Regions from separate parts of the Sus scrofa genome. Here all the other regions are linked to region 1. The links are chromatin contacts, called in public Hi-C maps. All regions are on one chromosome and are shown on one strand. Each heading gives the region's core, a stretch centred on a gene start, on an enhancer-like site or on the middle of the called end of the contact. The rest is flanking DNA. Distances are from core to core; before and after follow the strand shown. Region 1 overlaps LRMDA (a long non-coding RNA gene). Region 2 has its middle 1.0 Mb from the start of KCNMA1. Region 3 overlaps LRMDA (a long non-coding RNA gene).

Region 1 (4,042 bases), core at 1,085-3,584:
CAGTAGGAAAAAAAATAACATTTTGGGGAAATTTAAAAAAAAAGAAAATTAAAAAAAAAGAAATAATATTATGTAGTGTACCTGGCAAGTAGTAGTGGGTTAATAAAAATTAGCGATTTTTAGCAAAGACATGGAAGCAATGTAAGTATCCATCAACAGATGAATGGATAATGAATATGTGGTATGTACACACACACACACACAAGAATATTACTCAGCCATAAATAATGAAATAATGCCATTTGCAGAACCATGGGTGGACCTAGAGAATATCATACTAAGTGAACTAAGATACAGAAAGACAAATATGATATCACCTATATGAGGAATCTAAAAACAATACAAATGCCAATACAGAAACAGACACAGAAAACAAACGGTGATTACTAAAGGGGAAAGATGGGCAGGAATAAATTAGGAATATGGGATTAGCAGATACAAACTACTATATATAAAATAGATAAACAACAGGGATTTACTGTATAACAGGGAATTACATTTAATATTTTGAAATTACTTACAGTGGAAAAGAATCTGAAAAAAATGTTACTGAATCACTTTGCTGTAACCTGAAACTAACACAATATTGTAAATCAGCTACACTTCCATAATATTTTTAAAAAAATTCATGTAAAAAAGTTATAGTTATTACCAGAATTATTAATTCTTAAATCTTTTCTGAAGACTAATAGCAAATCTATTCACTACAAACTAAAATGAACACAGAGGGGGCTTATTCAAGGTCATACAGCTCACAGCTATTAGCAGAGCTGGGCCTGGATCTGCTTCTCCCAGGTCCTGATTCAATGTAATTTTCATTACCCTGAACCAAGGATCCTTTTGCCTGTTTCATGATTAAAGGAACTTGGCAAAAGAGCTTTTTTGGTGTGCTGAATGGGCCACTTCATTGTGGCACTGTAGAGAGGGATATAAAGTGATTCAGAGGCCATGCAGTGCCACCGGGATTGTTGTGTCACTTGCGTTCTGCATCCTTGTTAATAACTTAGAAAAGGTTATAAAGTATATGCTAATTAAATCTGTATATTGCCCTAAATGTAGAGGTATTACAAGCTCCACCAATGACAGAGACGTGACATAAAGGGACCTGGAGCTGTCAGGCATATGGACAGGAAATCACTAAATGAGATTCAGCTGCAGTAAATGCATCCTAATACATCTGGGGACAAATAATCTGAAACACAGATATTCAATGGGAAGAAGATATTTGGAAAGCAGTAAATGCTGAAGGGGACCTGGGGGATAGTGGACAGCAAATTAGATATGGGTTTTCATTGTGTTAGGCCAACAGAAATTGGTAATGCAATCTTGCACTGTATTTTCCACAGTCCCCTGGAGCAGCTGGGAGGAGAGAGCCTCTTTTGCTAGCCAAGAACAAGTCTGCTCGCCCCATGCTTGCTCTCCTGAAGACTAGTCTTATTGGGATGGGGGTGGATGGATGCAGGCAGGGTCCACTTTATTGCCCTGTGACTCCCACCCCACAGAGGTTGTGACAATTTCCTTTCTCTTTGCTCCACCCCTACCCTGTCTCCTTGGAGACCAGCTCTCCATCCTGGTCCCATTACCACCATTTTATTGATGTGCTTTCTGGGGATGGCCAAGGTGGGACAGTCCTGCAGGGAGAGTCCCTCTGATCTGCAGGTGAGACTCAGCTCCTGGTGTACATTTGTATATAACCTAAACATCTGCCATCTTTCTTAGGATCCTGGCTCTCTCCCCTATTCTGCTAGGATTTCACCACAAAAGAGCTTGTCTTCAGATGAAGCAATGTTTGAGGAAACACAAACATCTGCCCCCAGCTGCTCTTCATACCTGGGTGTTGGGGGGGGCAATAACTGATTCTGTCGACCCCTTACACCTCCTCCTTCTCCATCCTTCCCACCCCCCACTTTTTAGTCTTTTCAAAGACTGCCCTTGACCTGTATTAAGCTGAACTTCCCTCCTGGAACCAGTAAGTGCTTATTCCAGTTTTCTTCTAGCCCCCACCCCCACCTAATTATCTCAGGGAGGCCAAGGCCTGCCTGAGTTCAGAACACTTCACTGCTGGTGGGGCTGTTCAGCGGGGTAAGTTTAACCCACAAAGGTCCTTCCAAACCTTTGTAAAAGCATCCTGCCCTTGCCAACCCATACTTTCTACCTTTCCTTTTCTAGAGATCCTCACCTTTCAGAAAATCCTCCAGGGGTTGCTTGGCAGACACTATGTTAGGGGGGCTGGTAGAAAGCAGTAAAAGTCTGAAAGCTCTTTGCAAGGCTGGGAAACTTCTTACTGCTTGTTTGTTCAACAAACCCTGGCTTCCTCCACTCAGGATGTGCTTCATCTTACTCATCATCTGGGTTTGCATCAGGGTCATTTAGCTTCAGCCTGCCATAGTCACTCAACACTCATAAGTAAGTGCCCAAGTTTAAAGTTACTCCTTAAATATTTTTAACCATTCTATTCCATTCTGTGAGTATCCGTGAGTGCCTTCCGTGTGCCTACCACTCTGCTATGTCCTCAGGTGGTGAAGTGAGGGCCTTGGGGCTCTTCTCTCATGGAGGGGCTTGAATGAGAAAGGCATCACTATGGAAGAACTTGAACTTTTAGTCTGGTTGGTCATGGATATAAATGGATGGCAGCTGCCAGCCCAGAGATTTATGAGTGATGCTCCCAGCCAAAGGAAGTCAGGCACACATTGAAACTGCTGTGTACAGGGCATCTTAGTATATTTAGCAAATGAGATTGCAAACCACAGAAAAAAAGGCTGAGTGGGCGGAGAGGAAGAACATTCTCTGGCCAGAAACTTGCTGAACTCTGAAGGCCAGGGACTGGAGGCTTTGCAGAGGTGGGGAGAGATGTTCTCTGGCTTGTCCTAGACACATAAATCACCACGGAAAAGATATACCAAAGGCCAATTATATGGAGTGTTTTCTTGGAAAATCATCTCCTAGGCCCCGTAAATCATCCACAGCCTTGGCGGGCATTCAGATCTGCCTGGGGGGTGGGGTGGGTGATGTGCCAGTGCACCCCAGCGTCAGGTGGAGGAATTACAGAAGGATGCTCATGTGATCGCTAGTACCTGATGGGTTCACTCCTGTTATCTTCATCCAAGCAAGCAGTGTAGAGCAGAACCCTTTGCTGTACCCTAGGAATGTGAAGGGTGGGATGTGTAACTGGATTTTTTCCACTTACTTGCTCTGTGGCCTTCAAACCCTCCACAGAGTAAGATGAGGACTGGGTTATCTTCAGGGTTCCTAGAGGCTCTAACACTGATTGTATTGCCCTCATGTTTTTTATATTACTTCTGTGTAGGATAAGCATTTGCATCTCACACCCTATCCTGGTGATTGTCCCAAGGGAGGTAAAAATTCTATCTACCACTAAAAATCAGTCATATTGCATCCCTTTAGGGAAATGCGTGGGGACTCTCAAATCTAGATCATCAAACTACTGTAGGAAGAGCTGGAGACTTTCAGCCTGGAAATGAAAGAACTTAGAGGGATTCCAGGAGCACTGGGTTCAGTTTCTGAAGGGGCTTCAAGGGGAAGAGGCCATCAGGGTCTTCCATTCCACACCAGAGGTCAGAAACAGGACCAGTGAGCCCAAGATACAGGGGCTCAGACCCCAAAAAGGAGAGAGACCATCAACCAGTAACCATCATACCAGCGCTCAAGGAAACAGACTTTGATTTGCTCAGTGTTTGAAGGTGTGGAAAGAACTCTTTAACCATCAGAGCTGCCCAGTGTGGCATCAAAGCCTGCTGGAAAAGAGACTGATCCATCACTGCTGTAATCTCAGAGAAAAAAGTGACAGGGCTGCAGCAGAGAGAACATTCTCTTCTGCTCCTTCCAGAGCCTCTTTCTCTCTCTCTGCAATAGGAGGTGACTGGGTGACCAGAGGGAGGAGAGGTTCCCTTCCTTGAAGTACCTTCCTCTGCACAACAAAGCTTTGTTCCTCTGATTCAGGGTGGATTCATTTCTGTCTGAGTGTGTTCTGTTAAAATTAGTCTGCTCTTGGGAGCGATGGTATCTTCAGACTTTGGAGGTG
Region 2 (4,042 bases), core at 619-3,118, 470 kb after region 1:
ACTCTGCCAAAATATTAAACAAAGGTGAGATCAAAGTAAAGAGATTTTCAGACATGAAAGATATAGAACTCTGTTGCTTACCATGATCTAGTCTTTTTATTTTTTTCTAGCTCAGCAACAGAAAACAGTTCTTAGACATAATCCAATTAAGCTAAAAAAAAAAAAAAAAAAAAAAAAAAGAGTTCCTTCATCTGCCTCCTTTGCTGCTATGGACAGCTGTCTGATCAATTTCTGGCCAGTGATTAGTAGTGGCTCTGTTGTTGAGGTCTTCATGGAGAAAACTGCTTAAGAAGAGGGATCATTCCCCTCTTACTCTTCCTCCTAATTTGTAGGCATGGTCACTGAAGCTAACATTCATTTTGGCTTCCTTGAGAATGAAAGCCACAGTTGGAGGATAATGAAGAAAAAAAAAAAAAGAAAACAGATGGGAAATTATATTCCTGATGATAGTATGAACCCACCATACCAGTTCTGTAGTGCTTACCTCCAAACTTCTCTTTGTAACAGAGAAATAAAATTTCATTTTACTCAAGCTGCATTAATTTTTAAATATTCTCTTATATGCAGCTGCACTTAATCTAAGATGATGGAGAAAACTACTTGAGGTTATATGTCAATTAATGATAAATTGACTTTTATTTTTGCATTCAGTTGGCCATGTGACCATGTTCTGGGTAATGATCTATCGTGGAAATATTATGAGGGGGCTACAAAGAACCAATGTATTTAACTCAAGAGAATTATCCAAGGAAAAGTGGGTTTAAGAGGCCTAAAAGCAGGTAGGGACAAAAAACTTGAAAATAAAGGCAACTATAAACTCCAAGAAAAATGAAACACATTTTAAAAATGGCATTACATTGTTCTATAGTGAACTATAGTTACACAATCCAAATCGTTTAAACAATAATAAAGGTCTTTTAAAAGGGAAGCTTTCTTCCAAAAATGATCACTCTTTGCTTCTGTTAGGAAACTTTATTCAAACTAAGACAATTAGTGAAAAAAATAAAATTCTTCAGGATACAGCTAAATGATGATCTTGTTTCATGATTACCTTATATGTGATGAATCCTTTATAAGTCCACTCTCATTAAGCTTGAGAATTTTTTTATTATCCATATATTATTATGTGTATTGCACTTATTCTGATAATTTTTAAGGACTGTTAATTATAGAATCTTGCAGATACCTCAATAATTGTACCTGTTTATTTTGTTATGGTTACATCCATGGCATATGGGAGTTTCCAGGGCAGGGACTGAATCTGAGCTGCAGCTGCAGAACACCAGATCCTTTAACCCACTCTGCTGGGCCAGGGATTGAACTGTACCTCTGCAACAACCCAAGCCACTGCAACTGGATTCTTAACCCACTGTGCCATAGAGGGAAACCCTCAGTAATAGTACTTTTAACCTTTTATTTTACTTGTTTATCTAACTACTGTCTTTCCCACTAGACTGTAACTCATTCATCACATAAACAACATTTTTCAGTTCCGTATTTCCATAACTTAGCCCACCATCAGGCACATCATAAGAGCTCATGCTTATTGAATGGATTAATCTGACAAAACATCATCTTATTATTATGAGAACATGTTATTTTTTGGATGTTGTCTCAAGAAGGGAGAAAAAGAAAGACATGAGAGATGATCTGATTGAAGAGGAAAGGAAAATACTGAACTTATTTAATAGATGTCCCTCTCCAAAGCACTTAAGCAGCAGCAAGCATACCCTCGCAGCATGTCTGATGATATTTCAGAGCCTCTCTTCACAGATCACCTTGCAATCCCAGGTCACAAGGTGGGAGCTGCCAGTAGTCCTGGTGGTAAACCACCACACCAGCTTCCATTCCTCCTTTAAGTGAGGTGGCTTGTGATGGACTAGCCTAGAGTAACTATGCCAACTTCCAGCTGCCCTGACCCTGTCTCCCTGCCAAACAGACTCAGATTTCAAGTGAGTAGTTTCGCAAGCCTGCAAGGAATGGATATTTATAAAGACAAGTTATGTCGTGGTCATATTCACATAGCATCATCATCAGCTCATCATTCAGGCAAACCAGAGCCATATCCTGTGAACAGTTGGCTTCACGGAATGCAGGAAGCTTGGAAGATAGTCACATGGGGAAAATAAGGGGAAGGTGAGTCTGACCAATTTAACCACATGGAATCCTACAACCTTTCTTCTTTTTATATAGGACCTTTGTCAGAGGCATTTGATCTACAGTGGAAAGAGCATGCATCTTGGAACTAATGGATCTTGTCCTTGGTTCAGGGCCTGCTACTTACTAGCTTTGTGCCCTTGAGCAAGTCCCTTCCTACCTCTGGGTTTTGTTCCCTTATTTGAAAAATGTCAACCCCATAAAGTTATTTTGAGGATTTTAAAGAAATAATGGATGTGAGCATCCTTTGTAAAATATAAATTATCTTGCTCTTTTTCACACTGGGAGATGCCTCAAGGCTGTTCAACATATTGCGTTCAACTCTTATGTAAATAAGGTTAAAGAGAAATATTACCAATTCAGGAAGAATTGCTGTTTTAATAAACAGTATGAGGGGGAAAATTCCACTAATACTTAACATCCTTCTTTGTTTATTAGTCCACTAGACAAATTTTATTGAATGCATCATCACTGTTATCAAAAAAGATTTGAGTGTCTATCTATTATTCAGTTATTCAGTAAACATTTATCAAAAGCTCAAGTGAAACGTCCCAGGTTAGCCCCCGTGAGTGAACCAGCCAGGAAAAAGGAGAATAGAATCCACATTCAGAAGGAGATGGTTATAACAAGTCAAGGCTGTGCTGGATAAGTTTTGTATTTCTAGGAATTTCTAGAATCACATCACATTGGACATGAATGCTTCTATAGCATCTCACCCCATTTGACTCTTACCTCATGCATGAATTTTGTTTATACTTTGATAACTAAAAAAAAAAGTCACTCTCTGGAGAATATTCTATTTCTAATAGATCTAATTATTAGAAAACTCTTCCTTGTATTTACCATTTGGTCCTGTCTTACGGCTGTGTAGCTTGCTTCCTCTTGTACGTGATGACCACCACTCGGATATTTGAAGATGCCACTTCCCATGCCCAGGGTCCCTTCCCTTCACTGTCCTCCTTTGCCTCTTAGCCTACTCAGCTTTTTTTTTTCATGTGTCCTTCTCAAAGTGTTGCATCCAATCTGACCTCAAAAATTCTAGGAGTGGTTCTACCAGAGTGGAATTGAACAGGACTCTTATCTCCCTCCATGTTCAAAGTTCCCACTGACATTTATAGTCAAAGAGATACTGGAAAACCCTGAACTTGTTAACATAAAAGTGCAGGTCCTTCTGTATATGTGTGTGATGATATATAAGTGATTCTATATCTGTGAAGGTTTTTCCTTTAGAATTAGATCTACAACTTCACAATTACATTTACTAAATTTTAGTTTTAGATGTTGGCATAAGCTGCCTCTAACACAAGTTATTTCCACTATGGAACTCTCCCTACTAGGATCATGGGGAGAATTATTCAAGGGCTCATGCATAGTTTATAATTCATGCATTGCCTCTGAGAGTACACCTGGGGTTCACTTTTAATCACTTCCCACAGTTCCGTTTATGATGTCAGTGTTCTTCAATTTCTCCACAGAAGTTGCCAGAGAAAGGCATTTGATTTATACCAGCAAGAATCTCCCATTAAAATGTTGAATAACCCTTTCCTTCAGCAGTCAAAAAACAATTAAAAACTGACACAGGAGTCAGATAGGGACACAGATATCAACTTTATTGTTGATAAAATTAAAGTATGCAGAATGGCATCAGCCAAGATTGTATAGCCCTTTTGCCGATTTCACGGTTAGAGGCACTCTGTGCTCCTATGAGCTTCCCTACCTCATGACAACCAGAACAAAATGGAGAACCAATACCCTGCAGGCAGCAAGATGGACAGCAGAGAAAGGGAGCCCAGAGAGACAGAGCTGCATGCTAAGGCTGGAGCCCAGTTTCCTACAGCAGATTCACTCCTCCCCCGGGGTGCGGTAGAAGCACTAATTCTGAAGA
Region 3 (4,042 bases), core at 683-3,182, 450 kb after region 1:
TGTTTCCCCTTTTCAGCACCTGTGTTTTCCTACTATCCTAATTGTGCCACCTGTAATGATGTGTTTCCTTTTATTTGCAGGTGTCCTGGGGAAGTGTCGCTATGTTTACTATGGTAAAAACTCGGAGGGCAACAGATTTATCCGAGATGACCAGCTCTGAAGGCAAGTTCTATATGCCTTAGCCAGTGACCTAAGAGTGAAAGAAAAAAAGGGAAAGCAAAAATAAAGAAAAAGCTAAATAAAAAGACAATGGCCCACATTGCATCTCTGTGGGAAGGCTGTGACTTCAGCTTTTGGTAACTTCTGCTGACTTCGCTAGGCCTGTCAAGATCATCCTTCTGCCTTAGACTGAGTGGTCACATAGAGATTGACATGATTGCCCTTAAGCAGGTCTCATCCACCAGGGTGACAGACAGCAGTGGCGAAGCACCAGGGCTGACAGGATGAACACCATGATAGATTGCCTGGCCCCTCCACTGCTCACAGGGGAGCAGAGGTCACACCTGGGGCCTCCCTGAGCATGCTCAGTGGCTGCAGTCAAGTGAGAGAGACTGTGTCTTTAGCTTGCCTATTGAGTAGAAATCCTTCTGATACCATTATGCTGCGGGTTTATCGTTAGTGAAATAGTCAGAGCAAATTTAGAGGAAGGCTCCTCATCCTTTTTTCCCTTAAACCTTAACCTCTTGTATTTTGCATAGCCCCCTTCTGCCCCACCTCCATCACCCTTTAGCATCTTGATCCCAGGCAATGCATTTCAGTTGCTGTTTTTCAGAGAACAGAAGAGGTCAGTTCTTATCCAGGTCATATGATGACAGTGAGCTTCATGTTCTTATAGTTCGTGTATTGGAGTAAATTTCTTTTCCTAAATCCCTGACTATAAAACCCTGGACTTTATCATGTCTTGTTCATTTCCAAATCCACTTCTTGCCCTGAATACTATGCAGTGGCAGGCATCTTTCCAACACCAGGTTCTGGTTGTACCAAGGACTCTGAGTTATTTATGTATTTTTAACCACACACCCTCCAGCTATGTCTATGGCTATGTTTGTGTTTGGAGCTGGCCTGATCCTTTGGGTGGTATTTAAAGGTAGTGAGGTGATAAAAGATAAAGTGATAGGTTAGGAAGTGAAAAAGGAAAGTGAAGACTGTAGAAAACACCCCCCAGATCAAATGGTCTTTCATAAAAAGCATGAACCCTTTGAGTTTGCTATATTTCTCAGGACCTCTCAGAAATGAAATCCACAGCTTGTGAGGTGGTGTTTTTGCACCTTTGGCTGTATTCTAGCCCTCATGTTTCAAGGAAAATAAATGTGATCATACTGGTTGGGTGGCTGTAATTCCATTTAATGTTCCAGTACACCATTAGAGGATGTTGGAAAGTCTAGTTGCTCTTGACACACTACCATTTATTTTTGCTTTCCTTTAGACTAGGTGTTCATTGTCTCAGGTTTCCCAGTATCAGGTTAGTTTGAGGACAGCAAAATGTGAAAGAAGATCCTTCCCAGTTACAGACACCAAATGACCAGAGAGTTGCTAGGGTAAAAACATCTTTAAGGACTTGGAACCCCTGAGACACCCAAGAAGAACCTGCTCTCTCCATTCCAATATATATGGCCTTAGGCCTGCTGAGTCAACACAGTCCTTGAATGACTTGCTTTGGGGCTGGCAGGAGCCCCTCCTGTAGATTACACAACCTCTGGTAATCAGTTATTGAGACAAATTGAGATGGAAATCCTTAAGACCATTAATAAGTAGAGAATATGGCATGTTTGGCTTTATCTCTCAAACCCATTAATAACCAGAGTCTAGTACCTTCCCTCTAATTTGGTCTACAAAACAGCATTGGGACGATGCTTTCACTGAGTTGTATGCAGTCCCACCCTGGCTCTGTGTTTGGAAGCACCAGCCCATGTTTTGTTCCTGGCATCTTACAGGCAGCCTGAGTTCTGTGCAAGGGCAGCTAGACTAGTCCAGTGTCACATCCAATCTAGCGGCCCATATATCCTTGTCTTCATAAAAGGCTTTAACCCTGCCTCCAACAATAAAAAAGCACTTGTGAACTGACCACAGAATTTTTCCATCTTTATTTTTCTTACTTGTTTACTTTTCTTAATGTCAGAACCATTTGTATCATGCGCAAGAATGCCTCCCTCAATGCAAGCTTTGGAGGCAGAAAAAAAAGAATATATTTTTGGAGTGAGTTATTGACCACACTGTTTCCCCTCCCTTTGGGTTGTTTATTTTCTCCCCAAATGGTGTAATAACTTTAATTGAGATTAGCTTTAATTATAATTTACGTAAAGGCCCTCACTACAGTGTATTCATCTTCATGATAGAATTATAGTGAGTTGTGTTTCTCTTAAAGAGGGATAATGATAATGAATTAGTGTTGGGTTGTTTACAGTTCCACTCTTTGTTAAGCACGATATGCTGAGCTCCAAGCTAGACTTTGGTCTGGATTGGCAGAGGGAGAAGTGATGTTGCATGCAAAATCCCTAGGAATTTCCCAAACTGTGTTTTTCAAAGAACATTAGAAGGCAATAAATTCAAGCCCAGCTCAGACATATATCACATTCCCTTTCACCCCTTGGTCTTTTCTACTTTTCACCATATGCCACTGAGTTTTTTCTTTGGGAATCATGGTGCTGGACATCCCAGTGTCCTCCCTCCCAGGACACCCAACTGACTTGAGAGCCCCCTGCGCCAGAAGGCTTCCTTGAGTCTTCTGTTGCCTCAGCAAAGTCAGGGCAGACTGTCTCTTCCCTAAGTAATGCAATTTTATAGAACAATTTGTTCCTTGGGGAATAATGTTTTAGATTGTGAGGAATCCTATTAAAAGTACAACTATTACAATCATTTGCTTTTACTTTTACCAGCCTTGCTCGTAAACCCTCCATCTGCTTGTTGCCTTAAATAGAGGAACATTATAAGAGATGATCACTTGATCAGGCTGCACGTCTGAATGTTGTGCATTTTCGCATATTCTCATAGACTGAGGAATAAAAGAAAAGCAAGCCACGGATTCTGGATGAAAGGATATTTTGCTTGTTTTGGGGGGTTTTGTTTTGTCTCTGTGTATTTTCCAGCAGAGATGTAGCTTGCACATTTTCAAGGTAATATGTCTTTCTTGCTGCTTCTAAGAAATAACCTGGCTGTCTCTCTCATCTTTGTTAATATGCAGATCAAAAACAATCCGCAGGGCTCTTTTCATCAAACAATAACAGTGTTTTGGTGGTTGTTCCTCACAGGAGCAGCCTTAGTCAGATGTGTGTCACTGCCTCATGCCCAGGGTGGACAACACAGGGCCCACTGAGACCCTTCTGTGTTGTCCACACAGCACAGCTGATCCAATGTGACATTTACCATCTGCTTTTCCCAATTCTCTTTCCAAGAAGAAGCCTTCACCAGAGAAGGCTGTTAGCATGACTTGATTTGAGTCCCTCTCACTTGTCTAAATACCATGTTGTAAACTACCATGACTAAGACCTAAAAAGGAAAATGAGACCAGAGGAGCACAAAACATGTTGGTTACTTGTTTGCATGACCAATAGACTTTCAGCCTTTGATGGAGTATTGTATGCTACTTCTAGTGCATCAGCAAACACTTAATGGAATTGAAAGACATTAAAAGACAATCACCTGTCTGAAATGATGAACTTCCTGCAAATTTGCCTGAAATTTTTCAACATTTATAGATTCTCCTCTGGGTAATTATAATCCCCAATGTTAAGTTATCACTTTGTGGGTGGGGCAGGTAATGTTATTTGTACACATTAACATATTAGCCTATGCTAGTTTTTCTAAAGTCACATGGAATGTGGCAACTTAGGATAAGGGAGTTTTCCTAAGAAAGAAGAGAAAATTCTAAGTATGGAATGTCTCTAGGGGCGAGTGGCTAAAATGAGGTGATGGAGGTTGTCATGCATGGAATTCTACCCAGGAAGAGCATGAGGCAGAGCCTGAAGCAGAAATGAAGCGTGGACCCTTAGGAGACAGATGCATAGGGGCTGAGGGGATAGTGAAAAGGGAAAAGATAAGACAG

The links. Hi-C and Micro-C count contacts between places; a contact is called where the count stands out from the background.
Region 2: a contact with region 1 is called in a Hi-C map of skeletal muscle, with 4 times the contacts expected there. The contact joins two enhancer-like sites. A contact is called at or near these places in 1 of 47 Hi-C or Micro-C datasets (skeletal muscle) and 1 of 2 datasets of contacts at active chromatin or transcription factors (skeletal muscle).
Region 3: a contact with region 1 is called in a Hi-C map of skeletal muscle, with 6 times the contacts expected there. The contact joins two enhancer-like sites. A contact is called at or near these places in 1 of 47 Hi-C or Micro-C datasets (skeletal muscle) and 1 of 2 datasets of contacts at active chromatin or transcription factors (skeletal muscle).

What each region holds. Positions count from the first base shown.
Region 1 is chr14:78,602,362-78,606,403 of Sscrofa11.1, forward strand. All of the region lies in intron 5 of LRMDA (a long non-coding RNA gene), which reads left to right. Among named protein-coding and RNA genes, the nearest start is that of LRMDA, 650 kb to the left of the region's middle. Within about 2 kb of position 2,335, at least 4 of the 83 cell types and tissues checked have an H3K27ac peak or open chromatin away from gene starts, as enhancers often do. A contact at or near this core is called in skeletal muscle, where this site is marked.
Region 2 is chr14:79,069,608-79,073,649 of Sscrofa11.1, forward strand. No RefSeq gene overlaps it. Among named protein-coding and RNA genes, the nearest start is that of KCNMA1, 1.0 Mb to the right of the region's middle. Within about 2 kb of position 1,869, at least 5 of the 83 cell types and tissues checked have an H3K27ac peak or open chromatin away from gene starts, as enhancers often do. A contact at or near this core is called in skeletal muscle, where this site is marked.
Region 3 is chr14:79,051,294-79,055,335 of Sscrofa11.1, forward strand. It overlaps LRMDA (a long non-coding RNA gene), which reads left to right. Exons shown (of 6, transcript XR_002338559.1): 6 at 81-247. Among named protein-coding and RNA genes, the nearest start is that of KCNMA1, 1.1 Mb to the right of the region's middle. Within about 2 kb of position 1,933, at least 7 of the 83 cell types and tissues checked have an H3K27ac peak or open chromatin away from gene starts, as enhancers often do. A contact at or near this core is called in skeletal muscle, where this site is marked.